2 separate regions of the Oryzias latipes genome follow, and region 1 is linked to region 2. A link is a contact called in public Hi-C data. All regions are on one chromosome and are shown on one strand. The core of a region is the stretch at or near the end of the contact, and the rest is flanking DNA. Distances in the headings are between cores, read along the strand shown.

What was found. Hi-C and Micro-C count contacts between places; a contact is called where the count stands out from the background.
Region 1: a Hi-C map of embryo shows a contact between it and region 2, with 4 times the contacts expected there. The contact joins the promoter of LOC100125532 here to the promoter of tasp1 in region 2. A contact is called at or near these places in 3 of 5 Hi-C or Micro-C datasets (embryo and fibroblasts).

What each region holds. Positions count from the first base shown.
Region 1 is chr15:27,896,575-27,902,171 of ASM223467v1, reverse strand. It overlaps LOC100125532 (3-oxo-5-alpha-steroid 4-dehydrogenase 2), which reads left to right and starts at 4,308. Exons shown (of 5, transcript XM_011484703.3): 1 at 4,308-5,291. The coding sequence starts at 4,891. It overlaps memo1 (protein MEMO1), which reads left to right. Exons shown (of 9, transcript XM_023963096.1): 9 at 1-1,951.
Region 2 is chr15:27,523,590-27,529,518 of ASM223467v1, reverse strand. It overlaps tasp1 (threonine aspartase 1), which reads right to left and starts at 2,475. Exons shown (of 14, transcript XM_023963409.1): 1 at 2,269-2,475; 2 at 1,356-1,557; 3 at 387-454. The coding sequence starts at 1,479.

The DNA of each region.
Region 1 (5,597 bases), core at 3,059-5,558, 370 kb before region 2:
ATTTTTCATATTCGTATCTTTATTAGTAGTACTTTCATTTACTCAACTATTGTGTAGATATGAAAAACACCTCCAGCTCAGAAGCTTTGAACATGGTTTTCCCAGTAGATCCAAATCAATCTTTTTCTATTCTTCTGTTCTAGACAATGTCTTCTGTTAGAAACTCACTCCCCTAAAAGAGGCAGATCTTCAGTTTAGGCCTGAATGAAGTCAAAAAGCAGAAGAAACGTTACAATCGGAGCTTCTGCGTCGATAAAACCTGCATCCGTGCTCTGGTTCGGAGCTCCTTCTGCTCCCGTGGATATAAAGATCCCTAAAAGAAAAGGTGGAAATGTTCTATTCTGGCTTTTGTTTCCAGTTTGAGGAATGACTGCAGGAGGGGGCTCTCTGACAGAAACAGCCATGAGTATGAAGGGAAGCACAAAGCCTACAGTTTGCTGTTGATGGTCGTTTTGACAGATTGATCGAACCATGTGACCAGTGGGAGTCGGGTTAGACAAAAATGGACCTAAATTTAGGGGAACCAACAATAGCTACGTTTCCATTGTACATAGATGCAAAACTTGATTTAAAAAAAACTTATTTTCACAATTTCACTGCTTCCATTAAACAAACCAACTCATGTAATGAGAAACACGGCGACAGACGTGAACAATACTTTGAATTCCACCGCATACGTTCACATTTCCGCCATGGCACTAGCGCTCATCGTCACCTGTCAAAGGAGACGTTGGCGTCTTCTTCAGGCCGTGAGCGGCGAGCTCCTTACAGGTGGGAGGGGCTACGGATGAAGCCGTTTTGGGAAATGGTAGTTGGTGATTTTCCAGAGGATCTGTAAATTCCACATGAGTCGCTCAACTGTTGATGAGCTGAGTGACGTCTGGGACCTCTGGTGGCGCCCGCCGTTCAGCGCCCAAGGCCGCCAGGGTTATCTGGTTGTTGGTCATGTGACTCATTTAATTTAAAAAAAAAGGCGTTTCCATGGCAGTTTTGTGAAATATGTACATGCGCCTAAAAAAAACACAAGTGCAACAACTATTATTTGATAATTCAATTCAATTTTGTTTTATTTGTATAGCCCAGATTCACAACAACAGTCGTCTCGATGGGCTTTGTATCGCGAGTTTCCCCCCCAAAATTGACCTGTTGTCATTTAGCGAATTTATTATTGCAAATCCAGTAGTCACAATTTTATTGTCAATGGAAGCGCAGCTAATGGTTCTGGTTGCATTCGATCCTTTCTCTTGATATTTGGTAAAAGGCAACAAAAACGGGATTTATGCACGGCGGTCCATTGAAAGACTTCCATGAGTCCCGATCCATGCCCCCAAAGCTGCATCTTCAGCGAAGCGGGTTTCTACCATCGCCGTTGCATCCTTCCTCTCAGCAAATGGGCACAGACTAAAAGTCCAAAGGCGCCTGAAGCTCCAGGCTCATTTTAAGGAAACTAGCAAAGCATGACACACTGTGCTACTGTGCCTTTTATCACTATTGCACATCGACTCACAAACCAGTCTTATTTTAGAATGTGTTCTCCACCCCCGGTTGTTTGTCTCTACCCCTCCCGTTAGCAGACAGTCCAGCTCCGTCTGCTCCGCGCAGCCGGGCTGTGTGCTCCGTCTGCTCTGCGCAGCCAGGCTGCGTGCTCCGTCTGCTGGTCTAAAATGGAACCAGCTCTTCTCTCCTCCCTCCAGCAGGGAGTGCTGTTCTGCTCCACCTCGTTCACGTGGAGAGGCGAAGGCTCAACCTCCAAAATGTCTGTTGTTTTCTGTTGATTTCCTTCTCGTTGTATGAATTGGACCGTTGCACATCATAAATCTGAACATACAGTGCTTAACTCCTCCCTCAAAGGAGTTTTGATCTCAGGTTCCACTGACAAAGCATCCCCAAAGGCTCTTCAGAAAAGGCCGAGGATTCATGTTACAAATGAAGTAAAATGTACTGAAAAGCATCTCTTCTCCGGTGTCGTTTGTCTGCTTTCACTGAGAAAAACCATAACTGTCAGTTTGTGCGTCACATTTGAGTGAAAACAACCTGTTAGCAGTTCAGAACCGTCTCCATCCCACAGCAGGAAAATCTCAAGCAGCTGTTAGTTATTATTGAGTGATTGATGGGTTTATTTCTATAAACAACAAAACAATAAAAAATAAAAATACACTGGTATATCAAAGATATTAATTAATAAAATGATTACAAAGAAAAAATATGCTGTCTACGTGACATAACTGCTGATAATCCTAAACATATTTGCACACAATGCACACACTCACAATAATTTAGTGAAAAACTTGGTGGATGTTTTATTGGGGCGATCAACGGACCTGATTTAGTGTTTTCCACATGATGGTCTCACGGTGTTCAATGTGTCGGTCTTACCGGGACCAAAACCAAAAAAATCTCAAGTTTCATTAATGTCAACATACAGTGGGGATAAAAAGCTGATTTTTACCAGTTTTTTCATTGATGAGTTTCGTCGGTGTTTCTGGAGAAGGCGAGATTCAATTTCAATTCAACTTTATTTGTATAGCCCAAAATCACAACAACAGTCGTCTCGATGGGGTTCGAAGTGAAACATGAACTCAAAAGGATCGTGAATACAAAGAGTGCAATAGTAAAATACTAAAATGAACTAACAAACTGACTAAGCTATACTGGCATCCCTGCCCTTAGACCCCCCTTCACGGTAAGGAAAAACTCCCAAAAAAACGGATTCTGGAAAAACGAAGAAACCTCAGGGGTGCCCACATGAAGGAGGGATCCTCCCCCGTCCTGAGCGTAACGCCGAGGTCAATACGTTTGGACGGGCGTCAGCGTTCCGAGCTAAACCCATTTGGTTCTTGTAGATGGTGCGGTCGCTGCATGTTCTGACCTCAGAGACGCCATAAAATCATCTCCCAAGTCCACCAGCCCAACTTCCTGTTCATGGAGGATAACGCTCCACCACATGGTGCCTGATGTGTCACAGCTGGACTTCAGGACGCGGGAGTGGCTTATATAGGATGGCCAGCAATGACCCCCTGACCTGAACCCCATTGACCATGTCTGGGACCCGCTGAAACGGGGGCTGGATGATCAGACCGCTGAGTCGGCATGTAGGACTTGTGGCAGTGGTGGAATAGTGGACCACCTCACAACAACATCATGAGGATAGTGAGGAGGATGAGACGCTTCAGTCACGCAGTCATTGAAGCAAATGGTGGAAATAGCTGTTATGGACACGCTCAATGTTTGCTATATGGGCCGATCTTTATTATTGTCCTCATTTATGGGGCAATAAATAATTCAAATGGTGTTTCTTCTCATTTATTATTAGTAATATCAAAGGGAACTTCCTTTACATTCAGACCAAACAGAAAAAATCTAAATAACCATAGCCCAAACTCAGTGAGTAGATCCCATTGAATCCATTAAATATAATAGTTTTCAAATGGAGTTTGCATTTCATATAATATTGATAAAAAACATTTTAGCAATATTTTTTTCATTTTTCATTTTTTTTTTTCATTTTTTGGTAGCTCCAGCATTCTGCTGCCCGAAATCACCGAAACGTTTAGGTTTAATATCTAAAACTTTGGAAAAGTGATGAAAACACAAAAGACGAAGCGTTTCAATCCACCGTCGGGTCAATTCTATTTCATTTTAATAGGACAATGTCACAGCAACCGTCGTCTCAACGGGCTTCATACCGGTAATTGGAAACAGAAAATCATAAAGAACGTGAATTCATAGAATTCAATCGGTAAAGGCTAAACTAAACTGGACTTAGACCCTCCGTCACAGTGAGGCAAAACCCCTTAAAAAATGGATTAAAAAAAAAAAGAAGAAAAAAGGAGGGATCCTCCCCCAGGACGGACAGGCGATGGACCAGAACTTGTAGAGAAGAATCAGCTTATCTGACTCTACAACTACATGTTTGAATAGTCCAGCAGATGGACTTCATCCAGATGGAGTTGGGGGTCAGACAAAGATGTCAGAGAAAGGGTTTGGGGGGGGTGTCCCATGATGACAGCAGCCTTCACCTCCCCCCCTGCAGCGTGTCAGAACTTAATTTAACCCACAGGAGGGAGTAGGGGGAGCTATATGTGTTGAGTAAAATGTGATGGATGTATTTTTCCAGAACAAAAACGGGGAAACCTGTATTTCAAGTTTGCAGCAAAGTACTGACTGTAAAGTAAACCGAGAACAAACGGCTTTTATCTGCTGTTCACTTATTAGAAACAAAGACTTTTTTTTTGACAATCATAGCTAAAAAAAAATGTTGCACCAATTTTTCACAAAAATTATCACTTTTGAAACCATTTTAGTATTTAAATGCTGAAATGTGTTTTATTTAATATACATAAAGGATTTATATTCTGAAGTTAACTCTTCAGATTGAATTTAATTAGGATTTATACATAGGATCTATGAAACAGGGCGGCGTCAATACTTCTACACTTCTACTAAACATGTCTGCAGTCATCAAAACAGCTAAATGTTCTTTTAACAGCAAAACAGCCATGCTTTCATGGATCTGTGCTCTGCTGGATCTGGGATGTAGTCAACAGTCCAACTGCAGAATCCCTGAAATACTCTGATGAATGCAGATTGAGTGGAAGCTTTGCTCGGATCAGGAACAGGAGTTGTTCTGCTGTTTGCATTGTTTTCCACTGTGTTCTTATGTAAACCAAGATTACACGCTTTAATTCTTTCCTCTAATTGAGCCCAGAACAAAACAAACAATTTAAAATTTCACACCACAAACAACGGACTTTTATAAATAGCTTGTTTTAAGTCGTCTAATCTGCAGTTAAACCAATTTAATGGTGCTGAAAAAAACACCAAATATCAAGTCAGTAGGTCACCCTTCACAAATATTTGTACAAACGCTGTGGAAGAGGGAACATTTTCATGTCCCAGCAGGCTGAAACACCTTTTCCTCGACTTTGGGAGGAGTCAGAGAACACTCCTTACATCAGCTTCATGCAGATGCTCAAGATAAAGGAGGTCTGCGCCGCTCACCAACCAGAGCACAAGATGCACTGCTACCAGAGCGCGGTCAGCGGGCTCAGCTACGGCTTCATCCTGGTAGGCCTGGCCCACCTGGTGCTTCACAGGAAGGCTCAGAGCTCCTACGGACGACACATGGCGCCCTCGTGTCCAGGCCGAAAAGTACCTGCAAGACCGGCCTGGTTCCTCCAGGAGATTCCTGCTCTCCTGATCCCTCTGCTGCTGATGTTCCTGATGCACGAATCCTCCGCTGTGGGGAAACATCTGCTGCTGAAGACCTTTTGCTTGCACTACTTTCAGAGGTAAGAACAGAAGATGTAAATGTGTCAGTACATTAAAAGCCATTTTTGCCATCGTTTAATGTAGTTTATTCATTCATAAGGAAGTGTAACAACGCTGTTCATTAAAAACATTAATCGTTTTCATGCTGACATTCTGAAGCAGAACCAGCATCAGTTGGTTCTAAAAACGCGGAGAATCCCCTCAGATGCCACATTTTTACATAAATATTATCAAATATATTCATCTAGCTGCAGATATTATTAAAACTTTGAATCTGAAACAAAAGTTTGTAATTGAAGCTTAACTATTTTATCCACAAATATTGT
Region 2 (5,929 bases), core at 1,226-3,725:
TTTAATTTAATCAAACCAGTTTAGTTTTAATCGAGACATGATGTTTTGCCTTCTGTGTAACATAAAACGAACATACAAAGCTATGCTGGTCTAAAAATGAAAGAAAACTATGTTTATTCACACAAAAAGAGAAAGAAATACCCCCCCCCCAAATGTACAGCAGTACAAGAAAGAGAAAACCTGTGTATCTGTACAGGACTGCTGTCTTTTGGCTGAAATGTCCTTTAAAAGAAAGGATGGATTTGACTGAAGAAAACTGAAAGTTTTTTTTTTTTAAAGAAAGAAAAGAAAAAGAAAACATTAACACTAATAAACTGAAAGTTGTGTTGCTTTTATGCAGACACTCATTGTGTTTTTCTTGCTAAGAGCTGACAAAGTAAACTCACCCTCTGGCAGGCTTTTTTGCAGACATGCTTGTACTCCTTTGCCTTAGATTCAGAGTGATATCCTGCTCCTGAAAGTACATGAAAAACGTTTTGCTCAAAGCTTTAATCCTAATTCAAATGGGATAAAAGATAAAAGAACAAATATACAGAAAAGCATTAACAAGATTTTATTTTCCTAGTCAGATGCAGGAATTTTCAAACAGATTTATTTCAAATGTCAGTGAAGGTTCTCATTCATCCAGGTGGCATTGTCACAAGTAACAGTCAGAAAACTGGTGCAAATGCAGCTTTAAACTTATATGACATTAACTTCAGATAAGTAACAGTAATTACATTTAAACGTCCTTTTATTTTTGACAAAAGCTAGGGGAAATCAAAACAAATTTCAAAAAGTAAATCCCATTTTTTCCAACTAAAGCAGTTCTATTTTTTCAACAGTCATTGCATATTTGCACTTTTTTTTTTTTTTTTTTTTTTTTTTTTACAGCTAACTGGTTTGTTTTCGGGTCCCACAATGAAATCTGATGAGAAATAAGGTCAGAAGTGAAGACATGTTTTCCCCTTTCCAGCTGTAGAGCACCACATGTGCGTCGCCAACTGATCAAAATCAAACATCTATAATTCCCTGAGGAAGTAATTTGACTATTTACCAAAAGCTTTATTCTTTTTTTTAAAAACCCACTGTGAATGAAGAATATTTAAATTCTTTTGAACATGTTGATATCTATTTTGGGGTGGAAAAAAATCTTATTTCTTTAAGAAAATTTAATATTTTTAAGGTGAACCAACCGTGTGACTCTGATCTTACGGATCCAGAGCTCAAGGGGCCCACTTACATTCCAGATCTGTCACTAACTAAAAACATCTGGCATTCTATCAAATGTACAGTACGACAATAGAAACCTCCGACTATTATGGTGTGCTTCTTTAAAAATAGATGCAGGCAAAAATGTTGGTTTATGACCCTACCTGCATGGACCAAAACAAATCCACCTTTTGCCTTTTGGGTCCTGCTTGATTCCTGTTTATTGGACCATAGGTTGGCCATGGAGGAGGGTTGCTGCTCGTCAGCACAATTCATCACACTCTCCATAGCCCCTGCATCCCTTGACCAGCCAACCACTGCCTGCCAGACAGCAGCAAAAAAGAACAGTAGAAATACCGATGTCACCTGTGATGGGAACAAAAAAACAAAAAACTTTGATGAACGATTAGAAATTTTTGCAGACCAGATTGCTCAATTCTAATAAAAAAAATAATTAAAAAATTAAAAACCTAATCATGTTTGAATCATTTATTATTTTCAATAATGATTTTTTAAAAATGCAATTACTTTTTTCCGATATTGTCTTTGGTAGATTATTTTCCTGTGTAGAAAGGAAAGACTATTTATTTTCCTTTTAAATGGCAATAGCAATATAAGAATTCAGAGCAGAATTTCTAACTTATTGCTCATAACACAAATGCACATTTTTCTAACAAATGTGGCACCATAGATTTGTACAATTACCAGGCGTTTTTATAATATAAAATATTCCAAGGGAGCCATATTGGAATGAAGGAAATAAACTCTCTTAACTTTTGAGCTACGTTTAGAGATTTACACAGAGCCGCAGCTCTACAAAACTTCTTAGTTATTAGGATAATTGACATAGCTGTGTAACTTTGAATATTAGTTCTGCTCGTGACGAAATATTTGCGGCTAATTTTAAGTTTATGCTATTAAATTGGCAAGTTTTATGTTACGTGTCTTTCGGAATATCAAATAAACAACAAACTAATAACTTTTCGTTTGTACCCCCCAAGTTAAAGTGGTCGTGTTTACGTTAGCCTGTTATTAGCGAAAAGATGCTAACTCAACGACAAGATTCTCTTAACTTACAGTTCTCCCGTTCGACCTGTCAGCAACCAAAGTGCCTGATAAACATTTAATTAAATTACATTTGACTTATACGGCCAAACTGCTTCCAAATGTATATATTTTGACTAAAAATAAACTTTATTGCCGCACACTTTTAGTGCTCTGTGCTGTTTTAACCTAGCAAGCTAAACGGCGCAGGAACACTTCCAGGTCCACATATGCGTTGCCAAGGAAGTTTGTTTACGTCACATCCGGGTTGAATGACGTTACTTCAAAATATGGAAATGAATTTTGCCAAAGAAAGATTTAATATATTATTAATTTAAAACGTTATTTGATTATTTTATTTAATGGCTGTTACATTTCATTACTGAACAAATTTCATTTTACTTTGAAAAATATTGCAGGTTGGCTTGAAAAAATACAAATTAACCTTTTCCCTTATTTATTTGAGCAAATTTAATTCATGAATACACATTTAAAATAAATCAATTATATAAATCTTTGTATTTTGAATTGAATTAAAAGAAAAGTGAAACAATTCATTTTTAGCTGTTAAGTAATTTAAACTCCCTTGGAGGACGCTTCAAACTTTTTCATTTTTCAAAATTTATTTAGACGTTGTTGCTTTATAGAAAAAGGTATGAGCAATTGTGACATATTAAAGCTTCTCTTATCAAAGTACAAAAAAAAATTCTAATATTTTTTTTAAATATTATTATGACAAATTCTTTCAGACACAATCACACAATGATGCAAGGCACAGCTCTCCAAAAAAAATGTATACATTCAAATATATACGTATTTCAGAATAAATTACATTTCCAGGCATTTAACAATCTGGACCCTAGAATAGTAATCCCTACTGTACTAGATTTATAAATTTCATCTATAAAAGGATTTTTAATTTTCTTACATTTAAACTCTTGAGACCCATGCTCTTGTTTGATAAGCCTTTTTTTATTTTGTGTAGTCACAGCCATGTAATCACAATTAACTACAGTGTTAATTAATCCCACAATGTGATGTCCTTGTATATGTGGATGCCAGGTTTCAAGAGGATAAATAGGAAATTTCATGTCCCTGTTTTCTGGTCTTATCATTTGTAAGGTGCGGCGTATCCCGGATAGCCCATAACAGGCATCTGAATTTCTGTTTCACAATAGGAAGTCAACAGTAAAAAAGACAAAAATAACAAACAAATTAAACACCTTCACAAAAACCTTTGGTTCAAATAGCCTGTTGTCAGACCGGTGCACCCAATTTTTCCCCACACTGTTTTAAAGTCAAATGTGATGTTTTTGCTGTATTTTTCAATTGTTTTTCTTAGTTTGAAACCAATTTTTCCAATCACTCATTCACAAGACACAATCTAATGTCAGTCTGTTTTTTTTTTTTTTTTGTATAATAATTGTACTTCTGTCTAACCATAATTATGGTAGCATTTATATAATATATCAGTAAATAATGGCTAAAAAAAACCTGTTATTTCTTTTATGCCAGAGTGAAAATATTTGTGGAAACTGTTATTGGGGGCACAAAATGGCATTGTGGTATTGGACCGTGAGAAAGGTCTAAAGATTACCTTTGAAGTGGTTTTGAGTGTAAAGACTTCCAGATAAAAACACGTTTTCTCAAGAAAAGGCAAAAAAGAGGCAGAACATGTCAGTCAACTAGAACAGCTCAGAAAGATCCAGGACCATGAGAAATTCTCATCCACTTGTGGACCAGTTCATTGGTCTCATGATGGCCATCAATTTTAAATTCTATGAAGAAAGATCCATTATTTGCCCCCTGAGATGATCCAAAAATGTAGAGTGGATCCATTTTCCTGACAAGCTGTTTGTTCTTCAGCTGGAACATTTTTTTTTTTTTTGCTAAAAAGGGGGCCAGTCTGAAGAGTTTTGGCCCCCTGCTTCAGTCACAATATGCCGTGTTTGCTTTGGCTCAAGTCAGTCAACAGAGATGAAAGAGGGCCATTGACCAATTAATGTAAAGATGGCTGGGGCCGGGGTGCAAAGAAGCAAAGAGGGGCCAACCAGCCTTTAGGGGGTAGGTTTTAATATTGCATACCATCAAAGCTCTGTGGAAACTTCTTCAAGCTGTTGTGAGCAGTGTGCTGAGAGGAGCCTGCTGCATCCAGTATTGAACTAATGTACTCATGACCACACAGACTGCAGGAATGGTTCAACCCCTGGACTGAACTGTTTTAGTGAAGGAACCTTAACAACTTTCTCGACAACTAAACATTTTTGTTTAGATTTGGAATTGATTTATTTCAAGCAATTAAAATAAACATTTTTTATTATACATATAATTTTAGGTGTGGGAGGAAAGGAATTTATACTTTACCACTCTGTTATGCTTTACGTCACTAACTTTTACATCATTTTCATATACTGGTCTATAACCTCTAATTAGAGTTATTTACATTTAACAGATCAGATACTTTAACAATTCTGTAAGTATTGTCAATATCAAATAACAAACAGAAATTACTAATCAATTAGTTTGTGATTGGTCTGAGTCGGACCAATCACAACTTAGTTGCCTGTTAATGTTGGAAGTCCACACCACTTGAAAGCAGCCCACAAAATCTGTCAAGCGTTTTGAATGTTGGACGTGGGGGCCAGAAGGCTTTTTTTGAGCCATCTGATTAGCCTGTTTAAAACTTGAATCGGTTGAAAAAGGTATCAGAGCAAGGACTTTGTGTTTTTGAGCCAGCAGGTACTTCCTGTTTGCCATGCAAAGCGTAGGAGCCCCTCAGTCCAGTTCTCTTATGTAGTCAATTGTGCAGACTCACAAAAAACATGAGAGGTGCAAACTGATTGTTTAAAAAACAAAAGATCAAACTTTGTGATTATTTCATCAAGAATGCAAGCAGAAATCAAAGATTACAACACATTAAAGACACATGCTGTATGGAGCACAGAATCCCCATCAATCTGCAACGATTTTACAGCATGTATGCTCTAAAATTCCAGCTGAGTTCAGCCAGCGATCAAGGAGGAATTCCTGGAGAGCATGCACATTCTGCTGTCAGGCAACACGCTGGATGGGGGTTTTGTTAAATGAAGTCAAATAAATAAGGGAAGTATTTGCAAGTGATTTTTGCCAAAGCTAGAACCCTCAAGTACTCTGAAAAAAAAAGAAGCCCCTCAGTGTGGTACTTTTTCTAATCCAGCCTCAACCTCATTCTGAGGATGCAGGTTAACCACAGAGCCGCCCAGCAAACTGCTGTATTTACCTTTCTTCATTACAGTGCAGTCCCTTGACAAACAGCATCCACAGTTGAATAAATCTTCACAAATAAAACAGGTCCTGCTTAAATGCACACATAAGTAAACCTTTGAGAGAATCGTTATGAAACACGGGGGGGGGATACACCTGCAAATTACTGTCAAGAAAGTTATAGTTTTGTTTTTTTCAGTAATATTTCTTAGGAGGAGGAGAACATTGCACATTTCTGAACAAGGCAGCAACAGTAAAAACACCAGATTAACTGCTGTGTCCCGGCAGGTTTGATAAAAAAAAAACAAAATCCAAACAAATGTGTTGAAGATTGTTGTACTTTTTCCCCAATTAATGACATAAGACATGCACAAGAGCAGAAAATGTTACATCTTTTAAAATAAATCAAGAAAATAACTGTATTGAAACAAAAGCTCTGGTGTTGCAAATA